Regions from separate parts of the Rattus norvegicus genome. Here region 2 is linked to region 1. Evidence: chromatin contacts called from public Hi-C data. All regions are on one chromosome and are shown on one strand. Each heading gives the region's core, a stretch centred on a gene start, on an enhancer-like site or on the middle of the called end of the contact. The rest is flanking DNA. Distances are from core to core; before and after follow the strand shown.

Region 1 (4,975 bases), core at 2,189-4,688:
GCCTGAGAGATTATATATAGATACTTCAGGTGACTCTGTACAGTTAAGTGTGCCTTCTCCTCTACTACAAAAGTTGACTATTGAATCTGTGAGACTTTGGAGATAGATAACACAAGGGAATGTGTGCCCAGATAACAGGGCAGGGCCTACAAGGTGACTATTCTCAGCCCAGGTGATGGCTGTGAACAAGGTGTAATCCCAGCGAGAGAAGGGAGTGGTGGGGACCACACAGCTTGAGACCAACCAGCCCTAGGCATGAGTATTAGTTGCAGCAGACAGCATGGGGCCTAGATGACCGCTGAAAGGAAGAGACCTTGGGGTTAGTGCTCACACCACCTCTGCGAAGTACATCCAGGAGCTGAATTCTGAGAATTTCCAAGACCATTTGTACAGAGGACTCACTTGGACTCAAACCAACCCCCGTTATGTGGCAATTCTGTCCCATACAAGGTTCTGGTGAACCAGAAGCTCCGTCAGAGCTGAAAGGCTTTTCACTTGAAAACACAGAGGAACCCTGCTCCTCTGATATATGCAGTCTTAAAGCAGTGCCACCTAGAAGGCTGCTTTTTTTTTTTTTTTTTTCTTTTTTTCGGAGCTGGGGACCGATAGAAGGCTGCTTTTATTCCTGAACTGTGCCTCAAATTCAGGGTTATGACCCTCACCACCATCAGGGACCCCCACATTTAGTGATCTCTCCTGGAAACAGCTGATACCCTGTTGTGGTTTGCCCTGGAGTTATCTGTATTTTGATGCTAATTCCACTGCCCCAGGAGGGTGAAGGGTAGGTACAGGATAGAAGGAGGCCTGTCATTGGATGAGAAGGAAGGATGGGCGGGAGAGAGGTTTGAAGGAAGAGGAGCAGACTGGAAGGGAAAGGGAAGAGACTGGAGGGACATGGAGAGAAGCTGTGGCAGGACAATATGGCAGGTGTCCTTAAGATCCACTCTGTGTATTTACAGGTTGTTACAAATGTTTTTAAGGGATGGATGGTACTGGGCTTTGTATGTTTAGGTGGGCAATTATATCTTATCAACTGGATCTAAGGTTATTGTGTTGTGTGTTCTTTCACGTGTAGATTTAAGTGTAATGGAGTGTGGAGTGGCTGGTCTGGGCCCCCAGGGAATTGGAATGTGTGCTTCTGGTAAGATATCCAGCAGGTATCTTGGGACACTGTGGTGATGGACCTAGTGGGGGTAAAAGACAACCATACTTTTTATTTTTTATATTTTTACAACAATACCCAGCCTAGTTCTCCTTCCAACAGAGGGCACTGCAGTGCCAGCATCCCTCAGCTCTGACTGTAGGGCCTGACAGTCTTTCTGTTCAAGTCCAGGTGCAGGCTACCACTGGTCCTCTGGCCATTCGACTTTGCCCCTGAAGAACAGGGCAGGCACGGCTCTTTAGTTTAGTTAGCTGCTCTTTAGGGCAGGCTATGGGCTGTATGACCTAGGTTGTACAGTGCTAGCCAAGTGTTTCTTCCCCAAACCTACCATGTCAAAGGTAGGTGGGAATCCTGGAAACCGCGGGATGGACCCAGCACAACATGTAGGGTAGCCCCAAGTGCTGGTCCCAATTCCCAAGTCCTATTGCTGTCCCTGCAGTTCCAATTCCTGTCTCAGCATTCATTCTGAAAGGATTATTAGAGGGGAGATCCTGCGTCTCACTGGCCTATGGGAACAGTACAGGGGCTGGCCAGGCATGGAGGGTGATGCCAGTGCAGAGAGAATGAGTGCAGCCAGGAGAGCAGGAGGTTCCTGGCTGAAGGCACGTGGGTCTGCCCTGCTTTATGCTTCACCACAGGCCCAACCAAAGTCATGGGGCTAATCAATCAGGGGCTGGAACCGTAGCCTGAGCCAAAAGGAACCTATTCTCTTTACAAACTGATTATCTAAGGCATTCGTTGGACTAGCAGCTGCCTAACATAGACCTGTTATCAGGTTTTTCTATACCAATGTTTTACATGAAGTTACAACAAGGAGTCAGCCATCGACCCCCTCCCCCCCAGTGCTACAGCCACAGCTCAGTGGTTAGTGCCTACTCGCAAGCTCAAAGAGGAACCCAGCCTCCCCAGAGCCTGCTTATTACTGGGTTGGCTCATTCTTTGTGCTTTCCAAACTTTGGTGTACAAATATTAGAAAAACCTGGAATCTCGGTGTCTACTGACAGTTCTAGTAGTTTAAATCCTCACGTCACGTTTGTAACAGTTAGAAAGTCAGTCTCAGATAGAAGCCTTTATTTGCTGAAGAACCAGTGTTGAGGCAGGCCAACAGGGCGACCAAGCTGGCTGCCAAGTCGCTAGGTGGCAATGCTGCAGGGTTCTGCGGCAAGTTGGGAAAGCAAGACAGCCACTGCTCCCACTGGCATTCAAGCACAGCGCCTGCTTGCAGCATGCTTCTGAATGGACAGTGCTTCTACAAATGGAGAATGCTTTCAGTGACTTTGAAATTATAATGCACAGTTGGAAGCTATAAAATGCTTTGAAGAATACCACCCATCCTATTTATGACAGGAAGCCCCTTTCTTTCTCAGTCCTTTTGATTTTGAAATTTACTGCTAAAGGAAAAAAAATCTGTCCAGGGAACATGATCTGGGAAGCCCATTAAACCCCATTTGGAGTTTCATTTTATATCTGTAAACAGAAAGACGAAAGCTTGGGGCTTTTGTAAGTTAATAAGTCTACACTGCAATAAACAACCCTGCTTTTTCAATTTGTGCTTAAATTAGATTTACTTGCTTTAAAGAGGGCTCACTGTGAAAGGCACAGCCACTGCAGGGCTATAGGCTGATGGCACTGCCAGCTAAGAACTGTTCAGGGGTGTCCGCAATGGTAGGTACTGGCCTGCTCTCTCTCCTGAGAGAACAAACGACTGTCAGTCGTGGTGTGTGAGCCACACAGAACTTTGAGCGTCTGTTTTACTCTACTGCTCCTCCTCCTCCCTCACTGCTCCCTGCTCCCAAAGGACTGCAACTTGAACATTATTTTTCTAATAAAGAGAAGTAGACCTTACTTCAGTAGATGCTGTACAGACATGTTAGTAAATTCCTGAGCCCGTGTTAGGAGTGACACCTGGAGACTGGAAAGAGCTCGATGAGTAAAGTTCTTGCCTTGCAAATATGAGGAATGGTGAGCCTCTAATTCCAGCAGCTATGAAGACAGGCCAGCCAACCTAGCCTAACAGGTGAGAGACCCCTGTCTTACAAAACAAAATGGATGGCTCCTGAGGAACAATGACACACAAGGCTGGCCAAACCTCATGCACAAGAATGCACACACAGACACAAAGAGGGACATGTGTCGGCCACTCTGTCTGTGGTGCCACACCGAGTACTGTTTCAGCTGCTGCAGCTACCACACCAGCGTGCAAACAGTTTAGAGGAGGGCCTAGGGTGGTGACAGATGTCCAACACAAACAAAGCAAGCAGGACACAGCTGCCTCACCTCACCTGTGCTTGAAACGTTCCCGTGATCTAGGCAGAGCCTCGTCTTCCCTCCCCTGTCTCCCTGCCCCTGTACACATAGAGTTTCATTTGATGATTTAATACCATTGAAGGAAGGCTTAGTGCCAGTCAAGAGAACTGGAGCAGACATGAGCCCTGCAATGGATCCAGACAGTTATGGCTTTCTCTTCCAGGACTACACTCAGCAGTGACACCTTTCAAACTGGTTCTGAGATCAGGAGGTGACAGCACCACTCACCCTCTTCCGGTGACATGTGGTACCTGGTATCTCCAGAAAAAGAGGACTTTTGCTGCTGGTAGAAACAGTGACCAGGCCGGGACAGCTCTCCCTCCCATGGAAGCAATGTAGTCACAGAGTAGATGACAGCAGTAAGACACGGAAAGGAAAGCCTCTGCTCTGAGCAGGCTACCACGATGCTTCAAGCCCCTACACACTTCCTCGGCCCACAAGTCCCTAAAAAGCTCTCTGAAGAAAACAGGCCAGAATATGTTCTCCATTCCTCAGGTTTTTGTTCATGTCTATCCACTTTAACAGACACTTGGCCAACCAGTGCACCAGTGCGCTGTAATAATTTACAGTTAAGGAAAGTCTCCAGCCTCAGGAGCAGAGAACGTTTAAAAAAAAGGAAGGAAGGAAGGAAAGAAGGAAGGAAGGAAGAAAGAAAGAAAGGCAAATCTCTACTTTTGTTATTTTAGGTCAGCTATAAAAAAAAAAAGCCTCTTATCACAGAAAAATAGGAGACTCTTGTCTGTTGCTGGCTTTCCACAGAAAACTTTTGTGAACACTGAACCAAGTAACAAAGAAGAAAACCACTAAAAAAATCTAAGCAATACTTTCCTGACTGAAAAGTGCGTAAAGACACTGTTACAAACTAAGCACAAGGAAGGGGGTGTGGATACAGCTAAAGAGAGGCGGACACAGGGCCTCTTCTCCACGTTAGAGGAGGCAGGGCTGCAAACAGGCCTGCCTAACTATTGAGCTCACAAGCACCTTTCTGACTTTTCACACAGAAGACACTGAGTCGGACTCTGAAGCCTGCGGCCCTTATGTGCCACCTGGGTTCAATCACAACACTCCGGGTCCTCTGTACCACAAAGATGTGTCTACTGCTTTGAACACTGTAGCTGTGAGTTGCCAGGTGGAACACACAGTGATCAAGATGTCCTCAGGGAGTTTCTCTGTGAGATGTATACCAGGCTGGCCTTGAACTCACTGTGTACACCAGGCTGACGTTGAACTCCAAAATTTGTGTGCCTCTGCATCTCTGTATTGGGATTAAAGATCAATGCTACCACACCCAACCTTAATTTCTACCCCGAATACCAGTTCCCTTACTGTCTTTCAACACTCTACATTACTTTCTTGTTTTATATTCGATCTGAATACCCATCTTAAGAGTGTCCTCTCACAATGATGTATTCAACAGTAGTGGTTGGTGACTGACCAGGTTGGAGTCTTGGTGATGAGGCCCTGTATCACTGTTACCCAGGGCAGCCATGGGTCTCCAGCAACCGT
Region 2 (4,802 bases), core at 1,094-3,593, 120 kb after region 1:
ATGAAGGTAGTGTACCATCCAACCTGGCAAGTCAACTTCCTTCTCCCCAGCTACTGTGAGAGGCTGCAGCTTCCTCCTCGTTCTGTAACTTGACATGCTTTGCTGTGCACTTGGGCTCAGTGCTGCAGTGCATGTCTCCATGAAGCCATCACCAGCACTGCATTCTGTCACCCTCTTCTCTACTGGAGCTGCTATGGCTCAGAGAAGAGTCCTGTCCTTATCCCTCATGCCCTCTCCTGCAGGAAGACACAAAAGGGATATTTATCAGGCTGGCCCTTGGAGGACAGGATCAGAGTGATAGATGTTCTCTAGAAACCTCCCTAAACTCTCTGGAGTACTCTAGAAAACTGTCTGCCCAAGGGGCTTTGGCATTCTTTTATGTTGAAGTTACTACATGCACTGGGGAAGGTGATGTGAGGTGGCCCCTATAGAAGGTTATGGGTACAGGAGTAGTGGAAAGAGCCTAGCCTCTGCTTTCCCTAAAGCCACAGCAGCAGGCAGTTTCTCCATAAGGCTTTCTGGCCTCTTCTAACTTTGAATGTGCACAGTACCTGACACTCATCTGCTCTTTGGTTTGGTATTTCTCTCTTTCCTTCCATGAACTGCTTTCTCTTGGCCACCACCTTTTAGTCCCATAGGTTAAACGTAGAAAGGCCACGGAAGACATGACAGCCTTGAGACATAGAAACGCAGCTCAGCCTGCTCTGTCAGAGACAGACCCTGTGGGAGGGCTGAAACGAACTTGGGAGCTCCCGTTTGCTTGTCTTAGAGAGGAACTACTCAGGGGAGACGAAGACAGAGCACACGGATATTCACCCTTTGCAAAATGCCAACTGACCCAGGGTGGAAGCAAACGGCATTTCATACACAGCCTCTGTGTGTCTAGGATGTGTTAATCCCACTCACATGTTATTTCATCCAACTTGCGAATATGAGCCTTCTTAGACCTATTTCCCCCAGGGGGAAGCCGAGGTCCAAGGAAGCTGTATATCCTGCCTGTACTCAGAAAGCCAGTGAGCAGGTGAGCTGGGACCCAGTCAACGGGGTAGCTTCTTTGGAGCGGGGTATACAGATTGGGACAAGAGGACAATGAGAGGCAGCAACACTGTGTGATGACTCTGTCTCTGTAGTGAGAATAAGAATCACACATGGCAGAAGCAGCAGGACTCCAGAGTCCAGCAAAGCTGTGTTGGGGAGTTTGGGGTGTGAATCAGTTTGATGGGGCCTTAAGCCGGCCACTGAAACACAAGGTTTCACCAGGCAGAATGTTCTTGACCAAAAATCAAACAGTGCAAACAAACTTGGGAGTTTTAGAACAGTTCCAAGAAGCCAGGGTGGCAAGGATGGAGACCGTGAAGAAAAGGAGTGGCCCCAGGATCAGGAAGTAGACAGAAGGTAGGAAATGGCTCTGCAGTCCCATACTCAGGAAAGCTCGGGTCAAGGTTAGAGTGGAGGCACTGAAAGAGGGTTTGGTCCGTGCTTTTCATCCTAGAGGTTGAGTCCAGGCCTGTGGGCTAAGCAGAGGCACATGACCACTGAGTGAACATTCTCAGCTCCTGAACACATAGGTTCAACCTATAGCCTACAGGATAATCAGAAGCATGGCCACTGTGTTACAAATCAGCCCTTAATTTGTACACTGGATAAAAAATTTGCTTGTTTGTGTTTTGTGACACAGTATCAGTCAAGCTGAGGCCAGTGTTGAGCTCACTACATAGCCCAGGGTTCCTTCAAAGCTGTGACAATATTCATGCTCAAGATCTCCCACACTGGGAATACAGGTGTGAGCCGCTACCCCTGGTTTATAACATCTTTTCTGAATTAGTGAGCATCATAAGAATTTAGAAATCCTGAGTTCCCTCAAACACTGGGGCTTGCTGTTCCAGCCACACTGAGCCTCCCTTTAAACATGACAGCTGACTGTAGAGGAGGAGCAGAGGCCAGGTCGGCAGGCCACCTAATCCGCAGCATCAAATGCCTTACCTTCATCCAAAATATCACTCCTGACTTTTATTCATTTTTTTATAGGGAAGGGGGTTGAGATAGGGTCTTGTTATCTAACCCTGGCTGACGATCCGGAACTTATGAAGACTAAGCTGGCCTCAACTCTTATCCATCTTCCTGCCTTAGCCTCACCCAGTATGAACCACACCCACTAGGGGTCAACATTTGAATCTGATTATTTAAAAAGCCCCATAGCCAGGCAGGCAAGAGTACTCATATAAGCTCAAGTCCAGTCTGGTTTATATAGGAAGCTCCACGCTGCCTGGTGCTACACAGCCAGACCCTGTCTCAAGACAAGACAAAACCAAAACCAAACCAAAACATCCTGTGTATTTATATGGGATTAGGCAATGCAGGAGTCTGACCTTCTTCATGCCTCTGCTCAAACATGTGTGCTCAGAGGTCTTCTCTGACTTCAGGGTCAAGGTCAAACCAGCTCCCTCTGCTCTGTGTGAGGCTCGTTCTCTAGTACTTATCATAAACCAGCTCCTTCCACTCTGATCTCCCCCTACTCTGTGTGAGGCCCCTCTCTCCTTACAGCACTTATCACATTGCTCTGTCTTTTGTTGTCTCTTCCCTCCACCTCTAGATCATGAACTCGAAGGGACGAAGGGACGAGGCTTTACAGTGATTTATTCAGCAAACAGTGCTCAGTGCAGTCAGCATATAACTACTGAATGAATAATGAGTGAATGAGTGAGTGAAAACAGAACCAGATTCTGAGTAGGGAAATTCTTTGAACCCACCTGCTGTGCTTCAGCCCAAAATATATCTTCCAAGTGAGTGGCAAATCCTTCGCTGAGCCACTCCTCTGTCCAGTCTCGGGCCCCTATGGCTAGGCCAAACCAGGCATGAGCAATTTCATGGCAAAGACGGGTCCCGCAGAGATGGCTTGTGCCTGTCAAGGTGCTCTGAGAGAGGAAGATGATGTGTGGGCTGCAGATAATGGGAGAAAAAACACGTGGAGTCCTGTTAGCACCTGTCCCTGTGGCTACTCAGTGGGGCGGCTTTCTTAGCCCACAGAGTCTGTTATTACTGTGTGCATGCCGGATCATGATGGATAGATGCGGTTGCGATGCTTTTAGACCCAAATCAAGTGGCAGTTTACATTTCTGGCAGCTGCTCAGGTTGCTGTGTCTGCCAGCAGTTGTCTTCGTCATCAAGCTGCTATTGCCTGTAATAAGTAACCTGCACTAAGGTTTATGCTGAAAAAAATTACAAGGCAATGGAAACGTTTACTCTGAGATCTGGACTGTAAAAGAAGAACAGGTGTGAGAAGGTGAAGTCCATGCTGTCACGAGAATGATCAAAGAAGTCGTTCAGCCAAAAATTCTAGCAGATCACAGGCAAATCAGGACGTCACTCGGAAGGCCAGGAAAAGCCAAAAAGAATAGAACCCCCAAATCTTCCATTTCACAGTAGAGCTGACTGTGGAGTTAACAACCAAAGAGGAGACTCTGTAGGTAGCCCAGAGAAGAGCCCAGTGACTGCAAACAAAGTCTTTCCATGTAAGCTGCAGGCCCTTACAGACTCATGTGACCAGGGAGCACTATTACTCCCAGGGGTGCAAATGGCCCAAGGGTTGGCCCTGTATGCCGACACTTCTAATCTCAGTTCCCATAGTTCCTTCTGTGACTCCAAATACCATGATTAAAACTGTAGAGATGATGTGGGAGGAAGTGTCTGTCAGAAAGGACGGACAGGATCTTCACTTTGCTCCCACCTTCAGTGTTTAGCATTCATCTAGAACTTGTTTATGTTTTTCCTAATGAAGAATTTATTCTTTAAAAACAAATCTAACAATTAAAGCAAGTGAGTTGTGAGAACTCCCAAAGTAAGGAATCAGCTCCTTCTTTCAAAGCCTATTTGTTTGCCATCATGTCAGCTCTGCACAAGCCAAGGCAGCAGCATGTAGCTTTTTGGTCCGCCCCCACAGCCCCCATTAGAGAAAAACCCCACCTATATTTCCCTTGCACAATATCACCCATTCAGCTCAGAGAGCTAAATTGCAATCGCGGGAGTCAGGACTGCCAAAATAGACAGCTTTCATGTGAAGTAATAACAGGGCAGGCGCGCAGATGAAAAAGCATCTGCCAGGCTTTCCGGAAAGCCCACAGAAACCCCACACATTAAAGCAGAGTTGAGGCACGGAGGGGAAAGGGGTGCGGTGCAACAGGCACCGAGAGTCAAACAGATTACTAGCTCAGACAAAAATGTAAGAAGGCAGGCAGTGAGGGAACCTCCCAGCACAGGAGCCAGCCTCCCTTTACCTTACCAAGGAAGACAAATGGCACAGCCTGGCATTCTCAAGTGAATGACCCCTGGCTCTGCCAAGGGCGACGCTACATGAAAAGCCACAGAAATGCACAAGTAAATAACATTCCAGACATACTGCTGGCAGCAGTGCCCCCGTGAGCTAAAACAAAACTTCAGACTGTATGAGCAGGCTCATCTCTGGAAAGAGTCCAGTGGCCACTGTGACAGTCATGGCTATGTGGGCAAGGATCAGACAGCTGACTCTGACTCAAGCCAGGAAGGTTCAAAGGGGATGAGTGGATTTGTAGAGGGACTGCCTCTGACTAGGGTCAGTCGCTTGGTTCCAGTGGAGGCCATGAATGACTACTCCAGGAGAGGAGTCACAGGAGTGGCTGCCGGAGTGAGCTTCATCTTCCCTCTTTCTGTTTGTTCCCCACGAGCAAGCAGTCATCTCCACAAGACTTCCCTCCTCACCTTCCTGAACTCAGGATACCCCTGGGAGCCATCTGAAGTCCCCATCTCCTGTCATCCATGCTTTCTTC

Evidence for each region. A called contact is a pair of places that touch in the nucleus more often than the background predicts.
Region 2: a contact with region 1 is called in a Hi-C map of liver, with 1.9 times the contacts expected there. The contact joins two enhancer-like sites. A contact is called at or near these places in 2 of 12 Hi-C or Micro-C datasets (both in liver).

What each region holds. Positions count from the first base shown.
Region 1 is chr17:1,827,728-1,832,702 of GRCr8, forward strand. The region is part of intron 14 of Aopep (aminopeptidase O); the gene reads right to left. Among named protein-coding and RNA genes, the nearest start is that of Mir23b, 11 kb to the left of the region's middle. Within about 2 kb of position 3,439, at least 5 of the 93 cell types and tissues checked have an H3K27ac peak or open chromatin away from gene starts, as enhancers often do. A contact at or near this core is called in liver, where this site is marked.
Region 2 is chr17:1,944,603-1,949,404 of GRCr8, forward strand. It overlaps Aopep (aminopeptidase O), which reads right to left. Exons shown (of 17, transcript NM_001012346.2): 6 at 2,751-2,940. Among named protein-coding and RNA genes, the nearest start is that of Mir23b, 130 kb to the left of the region's middle. Within about 2 kb of position 2,344, at least 4 of the 93 cell types and tissues checked have an H3K27ac peak or open chromatin away from gene starts, as enhancers often do. A contact at or near this core is called in liver, where this site is marked.